3 separate regions of the Zea mays genome follow, and regions 1 and 3 are each linked to region 2. The links are chromatin contacts, called in public Hi-C maps. All regions are on one chromosome and are shown on one strand. Each heading gives the region's core, a stretch centred on a gene start, on an enhancer-like site or on the middle of the called end of the contact. The rest is flanking DNA. Distances are from core to core; before and after follow the strand shown. Region 1 holds the start of LOC100194379. Region 2 has its middle 47 kb from the start of LOC100281244. Region 3 holds the start of LOC100193739 (CCR4-NOT transcription complex subunit 7).

Region 1 (3,140 bases), core at 65-2,564, 420 kb after region 2:
TGAGCTCCAGGAGCGCGGACGAGGCGCCGGCCTCGGCCATGGCGGCGCGGTCACCGTAGCTCCGGTGCGCCAGGACCATCAGCACGTAGGCCGCCTTCTCCTGGCACCCGGGCTCGTCGGCCCAGTTGAGCACGTCGACGAGGGACGGCACCGCGTCGGGGGCGCGGCTCACGGCGCGGCGGCCCTCGGGGCAGGCCGCCACGAGGTTGCAGAGCACGGCGAGCGCGCGGTCCGTCACAGGGCCGTCCCCCACGGCCGCCACCAGCGCCGGCGCGAGCCCGGCCGCCAGCAGGTGCAGCGCGTTGGCGGGCGCGATGGAGAGGTTCAGGAGCGCGCGCAGCGCGTCGTGGCGCGCCTGCTCAGTGGAGGACGCGGCCTGGAACGCGCGCACGAGGAAGGGCGCGGCGCCGGACGCGCCGATGACGGGCTTGTTGGCGTCGAGTGCGCTGAGGCAGAGGAAGTTGGCGACCACGGCCGCCTCCGTTAGCGCGCCGCCCTCCGCAATGCGGAGCATCTTGTGCACGGCACCGGCCTGCACGATCGCCGCCTTGTTCCTGGCAACAATCATGCAGACAGCTCTGCACATTCCGAAACCGAATCCCCCCAGATCTGATCACGAAACAGAGAAGGCAGACAACTCACGTGTCATTGCCGATCCCCAAGTTGAGCAGCGCGTACAGCGCTGCGGTCGTGACATCCTCCCCCACGTCGCCGCCCTCGTCCAGCATCGCGACGAGCGGCGGGATGGCGCCGAGCATCGCGAGCATCTCCCTAGCGCCGGCGTCGTCCTTGGCCTTGCTCCGCACGGCCATGGCCGCCTCGACGCGGGACATGCAGCCGTCGCCCCCGCCGTCCCGGAGCGCCCCCACCACGCCCTTCAGCTCCTCCAACGCCTCCACCTTCCTGGCCGCCGCCTCGGCCTCGGCCTCAGCCTCGTCGCTGCACTCGGACGGCTGCTCGGCCCTGAGCAGCTCCGCGAGCCTGTCCGACCGCGGTCTCGGCCTCGGAATCCGCTGTGGCGACCGGTAGGCCGTCCGTCCACGGCAGGAACCGCCTCCGTCACCGCCACCGCCACCGCCGCCGCACGCGAGAACCTCTAGCACCTTCCTCCGCAGCGAGGCGGCGGAGAAGATCGGCCAGATGCGGAACCCGCCGGCGTCGGCGTGCGCGCACCTTGCCACCATCGAGCACGGGCCACTGCAGCGACCTTCGTCTGCAAGTCACATTTGCCGGAGGCGGGCGGGCGGGCGACACCTGGCTGCGCTCGGGCGCTCGGCGCTCGCAGACTGGCGTCCGGAGGAAGGCGTGGCGGGCGGCTGCGCGAACGGGGTGGGGTGGGGGTTTATACGCGTAGATAGAGGGACGCAGACAGTGGGCCAGAGACTGAGCCGGTGGGGCCAATTGGTCAGCCGGGAGGGCACAGGCTTAGTATTTTAGAAAGAAAAATAAAGGGTAATAAATGGTGTTAGATTTGAGCCGAGGTCCTGGATCGCTTGTTTAATAGCCTGCTTTGCTGGATGGGCTTATATTATTTTATGGTTATGGACATCATGGTCACACAGATCTTGCAGTGCAGTGTGCTTAGCTGCACCAGGTCAGCGAGCGAATGGCATGAGGTTTTGTTCTGTATGTACTCCTGGTTAAGAACTTATTAAGGCCTTGCCTGCGACACTCCAACTTGACCTGAATTTTGACTTTGTTTACGGTTGCATTCCGGTTAACGAACCACAGAACCCTGACAGCCAAGTAAGCATGCAAACGCCAATTTGATGCAGAAAAGATGTGCTTACGGAACAGTCCCAAGTTGCAGCGCACACTCACTCATGCTTGCTCTGCTTTCCCCGGCCCGCTTTGTGCTTTCCTCGTACCAACTGGCAACTGGGCGTCTCCCACAGGAGAAAAAGATGCGGTGCTGTGCTGTGCTGAGCTTAGCCGATGATCCCAACCCGGGTCGACGGGAGGCACGTGTCGTGCGTTGACACGGCTGCTCACGAGGCGCGCGCATGCGTCGTTCTTTGCTGGCCATCCCTGCTTGCCTGCCAGTCTGTCTGATCGTAAAAGAAGGCATGGCGGCCATGGCTCCAACTTTCAGGAGGTGTTTGGGAACAAAGTTTTTCTGCAGTTTTGGAAGAATACTGCAGTATTCTCAAATACTGCAGTATTATATACATAATGGTGTTTGGCAAGCTGGGTAAAATCTCTGTTTTCAAAACTGAAGTATTGCAAATACTATAGTTGTTTTAAGGCATTCTAAACTTAGCTCTGGACCTCAGTTTTCAAAACTGCGGTATTATAAACTACGGTATTGTCATAACTAAAGTATAGTATAGTATTTCAAAAACTGTAGTTTTCAAAAACTTTATTCCCAAACAGGGCCTCAAGTGTACACACTGCCATTTTTGACCGCAGGCTTATGGAGCAACCTGCAGCACTGTTTCTCTACTGAAACTGTAGAGTAGCAGGCATTTATCTCACCCAAAAAATCGCTGCACCTCCAGAGTCGTCCAGACTCGACTCACCTCGCGCACACCAAGGCCGGGTCCGGGTTCGGGTCCTCTCCTGTATTGGAATTGGAAGTATGCAGATTTTCCAGCTGGTATCCAGGAACGGCATGAACTCGAACAGTGTGGCACTGCCGTCCAGGTTGCCAGGAGGAGCTGTCATTGTACTGCTGCCCGCCCCCAATTTTAGCACGACCGTATCGTACGGCGGATCGGCCTCCTTTTGACTCCGGAGCGGCCAGCCGGAGACGGGTACAGGAGCCGACAGTCTGGCCCTGGCACTGGTAGCTGGTAGGTCGATGAGTGAAACCGCCGTACGCCCCCGCCCCGCGCCAGCCACCGCCACCGACGCTCGCCGCATTTAAGCAGCGGCGGGTGGTCATGCTCCGCATGTGCCCCGTTCGAGCCGCGCCGCTGGAGGAGTGGGGAAGGGCTGGAGCCCCTGGAGGCTGGCGCGACCGAGCATACCGCCCATAAACGTGAGCGACGAGCCAGGAGGGTTCCTGTCATAAATCATTGAGGACGGACGCTGGAACAACTCCCACGACGCCAGGCGGCTCCGTTGTATAGTATCTATCGTTCGCTGTGCTTCACCCGTCCTATACTATACGACGTGGTCGGTTGGCTCGGCTGCCCCCC
Region 2 (2,877 bases), core at 74-2,573:
AGTAATATTATGCATAAGTCAAGGTTTGAATCTTAGTTGCATAATGTACTCATATGGTATATAAAAACGGTAGCAAATACATTTTTATTGCTTTTACAGGTTCAAAATAATTTATGTACTCATGAAAGAATGGTAAGACACCGATTACTTCCACGTAATACTTCTTGACCACCTAATCTTTCTTAGACGTTGTTTTTTTAATTAGATTGTGATGGAAATTTACATTTGTTTCCTATTTTTTTGTTAGCAAGCACAATTGTTGTCAATATTTTGCATGCACGTAGCCTCTCACCATGGCCATGGATATACCAAAATGTTATAGAAATCAATATATCCAAAATGTTATAGAAATCAATATAATTAGATATGCTAGGATGCCACCGCATGTTTCCTTGAACTACTATAGATTTTTCATTGATGAAATCCATGCTTGATGGACACATGTCTAAAATTTGTGAAATTGATACGAAATTCATATATTTTTAATATTCTTTATTTGCAAGCCAAAGTTGTTGTGAAATTCTTTTAGATGCACAAATTTATGTTCTAAATTGTTTTTTTTCTCGAAGGAGTTACCTGTCCATGTCCCCTGCTCTATGCTCAAGTTTCGTTTCTTATATTCTTAACTGATGTTTGTGTGCCATATGTTTTGTTATTGGTTCCTAAAACTTTATTTTTGGATTAACAAACCAGATCGGCTTTGGACTAATGCCTGAAGATTTAATGTTTTGGACGCATACTCTACTCATGTAGGGTCAAGATCTTTGATCTGGCATAAACAAATTGTGTGAGTCTCTTCTTACTTAAATTGTGCTATGTAGTCAGTTAACTAGCTTCTAATTCATATTTCATTTAGAGCTTCTGCCACTTCTTGGAGAACCTAACAGGGACACCACCACAACGCAATACAGGAGATGGACGATGCCAGAACATTTGCCTTCAAGAGGCACTTGGTTGGATGTTAGCAAAAAAAATGTATGTGTTCTCTGTGTTTATATAATCGTTGTATATTAATATTTTATCCAATAATTTATGCCGTCGCAACGCACGGGTATATTACTAGTAGTATGAATCCGTCACTTTCTAGATCCTGAGCCCTATGAACAATTTTATCTTCCTCCACACGTAATCGTAATGATACTCAAATTCTCCCCACAGCCAGATTCTCCGTACAGCCAGATTTTCAGAAAAGCTGGTCAGAAAAAAGCTGAATAAAACATGCCCCATATTTTCTCAATAGAATCGGCACACTTCTGCTAATCAGAGGCGTCCACAAGCCGATCTACGGCTCCCCGTCAACCAACGCCCAGATCCGATCAGAGCCGTAATTCTAAGATCCAACGGTCCTTAACGATCCCCACGCTACCCGGCTCACCAGCATGGCGGAGCAAGGCCCCCGCGGTGGCGCGGTTCACTGGAGATCGGTGATCCAGTGCCCGATGTCCTATCCTGCCACTAATCCTGAGATTTGTGAAGAGAAGTGGCGATCTTAAAGGCGGCCTCCTTAGAGCTAGTTTGGGTACTCTAGTAATGAAAATAATTAGAGTGGATTGAGATGTATTTTGAGAGTTTTTATCTATTATAGATTTATACACTCTCTAATCCCTCTAAACCGCTTCAATACTACCTACAATTGCTGTCCGGGTGACGCTGGCCACATGATGTTGCGGCACGGCGGCGAGTACCCAGGGCCGGTGAGTGGTTGGTGGCGCTCTGGTGCACCAAACGGTCCCCGGCGAGATGCAACTCGTATAGGAAGACGAAGCAAAGATGTGTAGGGATTCTCACCGAGTGCAGGTTGCCACGGCGTCGCAGTAGGGCGGACCTGCGACAGAGCCTCAGCTTCGTCGAGGAATTGTCGCCGATTCAACCACCCGCGCACCTATAGGATCCCGCGTACACCTCCGAGCGCTTCCTTTCCACCTGAGATTTATACCCTGAGACTCCGGATCGCAACAGCGAACCGTGGATTCCAGGCGCTCAACGTGGCAGCCGGTTCATCACGACGAGTCCGCGGGGAAGAAGCATCTGTTGGAGTGGCCCCACACGCCAGACTAACGAGAGTATGCGGCAGTGGGATGAGGGGCACTGATCCAGACGGCCCACCTATCGGCAGTTCGGCACTGGAGATTAAACGTTGGCTAGCATAGGACGAGCGGCCGCGGGGCGGTGGCCCAATGCGGGTGACGGTGTGGTGAAGTAAAATGGGCCGCGTGGGTGCGAACAGTTTTGGGCCCGACAGGGAAATGGGGCCCAAAGCGCAGTTCCTTATCCCCTTCTCTTTTCTTTTCTTTTTTTTTATCATTCTCCTGTTTTGTTTTCTATTTCCTGATTTCAAATTTCAAATTCAAATTTGTTCCTGAGTTTCAAACACACAATAGATTCTTCAATCGAAGTCTCAGAATGGGGTGCAATAGTTCTATACATATGAATTTTAAAAATAATTTCCTTACGAGATTAGTTAGAAATACATGTCTTGTCAAAGGAATAACTAAATTCGTATTGATATCTTTTTTATTATTTTTTAGTAAACATATTTATTTTAGGAGGTGAACTTCAATGTTAAAGATAAGCCTTTCAAGGATATTAAAAATTTAATGGGGTTATTTTACTAGAGGGTTACTAGAGAATTTTCAGGTGTTAGAGTTCTTGGGCTAGGCGCGGTATCCACTCGAGTGGTTTCTTTTCGACGCGCCGCACCCCTGTCAGGTTCCACCACGCCCGACCTCGGGTTTGGTGCCGCAAGGTTCGTCTAGAAGCGGGTGCCTCCAAGGTAGACGTTACCTATCTCCTCCGGCTGACCAACAGGTCCTAGATGCCAGAGGTATTTCCCCAGTGCGCTTGCTGACCGATGGGATCTAGGGGTCGAGGATCGTA
Region 3 (3,079 bases), core at 326-2,825, 480 kb after region 2:
TTACAATCAGAAGTCCAGCATATTGTCTTGCTTTTATAGGTTGGTATAGAAATCAGAATAGTGCCTAAAATCATCAACTATTCAAGGGGTAGCACCAGAAACCATGTAAAACAAGAACTGAGGGGTTTCAGTTTCACATATCAAAGGGCAAGTTAAGTGTTCTTTTTGCTACCAAATAACATTTAGCACAGCAGTTGATGACTTGTTGTAGAGTACTTGATTACCATAGCATTACAGAGTTCGATAATGTTTGAGTCTTCAGTTGGTGACTTGGTGATCAGTGTATCAATACAGGCCTCAAAGAAACTTCAACAGCACATTCCATCAAGCCACAATCTAGATCATAGAACAGCTTAGCTGAAGTAACTTGCAGGGGAAATCAAAACTGAGAGGGAAAATAATACCTTCACCAGCGCAAGCAACAGGAAATTGTCAGACAAAGACACCAAACAGATTTCTCCATTTTCATAAATAGTTCATCTTTTATTTAATTATCCATTACTCAGTGAGCAGAGGTGGTCTCTACACCCTCAAAGCCAAGCCCATACAACACACCAGCATATTTCTCAGTTAATCCGTTGAAGTATGCCTCTTTAAGCTTCTTGAAAGACAGTGCTGTCAGAAGCGAATCAGACCCTGCCTGGTGGCAGATTCCAACCCTTGCAACATCAAGCAGCTCAGCAAGCTTGTTCAGCCCTCCATGGAGGCTATTGGAGAACCTCATCAAGTGTTTTATATCGTAGATAACAGGAAAGTAAATCTTGATGAGATCGAAGAATCCTGGCAGCGTATCAGGGAGATTTGTGCCAGTGAGTAGCTTGAGCAGGTAGCCAAAGTCGTAGCCGCTATGAAAAGTCACCCAATGCACATCTGAATTCAATACTACGCCGGAGGACATGAGCAGTTCAGCAAAGCAGCGAGAGTCGACTCCATCAGCAGCATGGCGAGAGAAGTCAATACCACTACGGCGTAGAAGATCGATGGAGTCCGCTGCAGCCACATCAGTCCGAGGGTCAAATCCTCGAAAGTTGAACTGCCAGACGCAGGGACGACCGTCTGGGCCTAGCGCCGGCAGCCCACCATGCTCGTCGGACAAGGTGAGCCCGAGCTGAATAAGCTTCAGCATGTCCACGTTAGCTTTAAGAGTGGCGTAGTTGAACTCGGCCGCCGACTTGTAAGTGCCGAGCGGACGACACACAACGCCCGGAAACTCAGTGTCCATAGCCACATACGGATAGTCGTCGACGATGTCGCGGATCACGGCGAACTCTGTCTCGAGGTTGTCCGCCCAAACCTCACGGATCTCTACATCTTCCGGCTTCTCTGCGGCAGGTGTCGCCATCGGTTCGGGCGCATCCAAGATTTGAGCTTTATTCTCCTCTCCTCGTCGGTCGCTGGAGCTCTTCTAGCAGCAAAGCCTAGCTGCCTAGGGTTCGCGTGGGCGAGCGGGAGCGGGGCGGGGGAGCAGGGGGCAGTGTACCCACAGGTCAGCGGCGAGGGGTGGGGGCACCCATGGGCGGGGTGGAATGGGGTGGGGAGATCCGGCAAGAAGAGGAGAGTCCGATTGGGGAATTCGGACCGGAGAAAGACGAAGAGCGTAGACTCGATGAATGGGGAAAGTGGGTGCCGTGCGCCGCCGGGCCACGATTGGTGCACGTGGCGGGACCCATTACGTGGGACCCACGGGCATGATTGCCGCATAGAAGGCTATCGACTGCGCTGCCAGGTTTGTTTCCGTTTTATATAATCTAGATTATATAATAATTTAGATGTAGTTTTTGATAATTCTGCTTATTGAAATTTTAATTATTGATTGTAGTTATGTTTTACGTAGCAGGAGCAAAATAAAATAAATGAATTGATTTTTTGTGTAAAGAGTGGTAACGATGGATAGTTTCTCCTAAAGTTATCATAGATAGTGGCTCTTTTACTAAAAACTAGCCGGTTACCCGTGTGTTGCAACGGCTCACAACAATACCTACATAAATTATTGACCAAAAAAATCTCAAGATTTTTATTGATTGTCTCCGCTCTTCGCATAATATTTTTTATGACGCACGGGTACCATAGACAGCAAATCAGAGATCATCATCTCTCGCCCCCACTTCCAAGGTTTCGTAGAGCAGGAGAGGAAGGAACGAGGCAGACATACATGTTTGTTGCCGGAGAAGGACACGACGAAGACCTGGTAATCTAGAAATGATATTTTAATTTAAATCTTTTCAGAAAATTTTTTATGAATCCCAAAATAGAATTTTGGGTGTTACAGGAGTCCCCTCCAGTCACCCTGGCTGTCGCCGGCCTAGCCAGCGTCACAGTCTTTGACTCCTTAGGAGACCTCACAAATGTGGCATAGTCAGCGGTATGGGCCTTCTACTTCTTCGACCGCCCCTCCATATTTACAACTCCATAGATCTAAGCAATCGCCTTCCCCTTTGGGTCCATTGTTGCAGTAATGAAATCCAAAATGTTATGCGAGTATGGGAATATAAGCAAGTCCGTGGCTACTCAAGCTAACATGGCATCTTCGTAGCCACATGCTACAGGCATGTCCCCTCACGACCCATCACTTTGCGCTCCCCGAGCCAACCCTCATTGAAATCAACTCCTTCCCTAACTTATCCCCAATCACTTGCTCGGTGAAGTCCTCCACGGTCCTAGCCTCAACATCGAGTGTCGAGCTAGTCTCTTTACATGTTTCTGCTAGCTCAAGGGAGAAGGCTATGGAGGAAGCCCCCGCATACACCCCCATCGGTGTCCTCCTCTTCCTATTCTTTGTGCACACATTGTGCCCTTTGTATGCAAGACCCATCTGCTAAATACATGATTTAAGAGGACTTTGCCCTTGCGTAGCCCAATACCCTGCTCAACTTCATGCTGTGTGACAGGACCAACTAGGTCCTCTGCCTATTTCTCTATCTCCACAACAAAAGTGTCCCGGGAGCGGCCCTCAAGATCCACAACAAAAGTAGGACTTAAAATCTACTTCAAAAAAACCAGCAAAGTCCCTTCACACAATTGGCCCAACAGACCACCCACGACTCAATGGCTAGATCCCACAAGCAAGGTACTCTTCAAC

The links. Hi-C and Micro-C count contacts between places; a contact is called where the count stands out from the background.
Region 1: a contact with region 2 is called in a Hi-C map of ear, with 1.9 times the contacts expected there. The contact joins the promoter of LOC100194379 here to the enhancer-like site in region 2. A contact is called at or near these places in 3 of 25 Hi-C or Micro-C datasets (ear, endosperm and tassel).
Region 3: a contact with region 2 is called in a Hi-C map of leaf, with 5 times the contacts expected there. The contact joins the promoter of LOC100193739 here to the enhancer-like site in region 2. A contact is called at or near these places in 2 of 25 Hi-C or Micro-C datasets (ear and leaf).

Annotation. Positions count from the first base shown.
Region 1 is chr7:119,907,420-119,910,559 of Zm-B73-REFERENCE-NAM-5.0, reverse strand. LOC100194379 reads right to left here and starts at 1,314. Exons shown (of 3, transcript NM_001416008.1): 1 at 643-1,314; 2 at 1-554. The coding sequence starts at 1,184.
Region 2 is chr7:120,332,272-120,335,148 of Zm-B73-REFERENCE-NAM-5.0, reverse strand. No RefSeq gene overlaps it. Among protein-coding and RNA genes, the nearest start is that of LOC100281244, 47 kb to the right of the region's middle. Within about 2 kb of position 1,323, at least 18 of the 20 cell types and tissues checked have an H3K27ac peak or open chromatin away from gene starts, as enhancers often do. A contact at or near this core is called in ear, leaf and tassel, where this site is marked.
Region 3 is chr7:119,856,848-119,859,926 of Zm-B73-REFERENCE-NAM-5.0, reverse strand. It overlaps LOC100193739 (CCR4-NOT transcription complex subunit 7), which reads right to left and starts at 1,575. Exons shown (of 2, transcript NR_159677.1): 1 at 405-1,575; 2 at 1-336.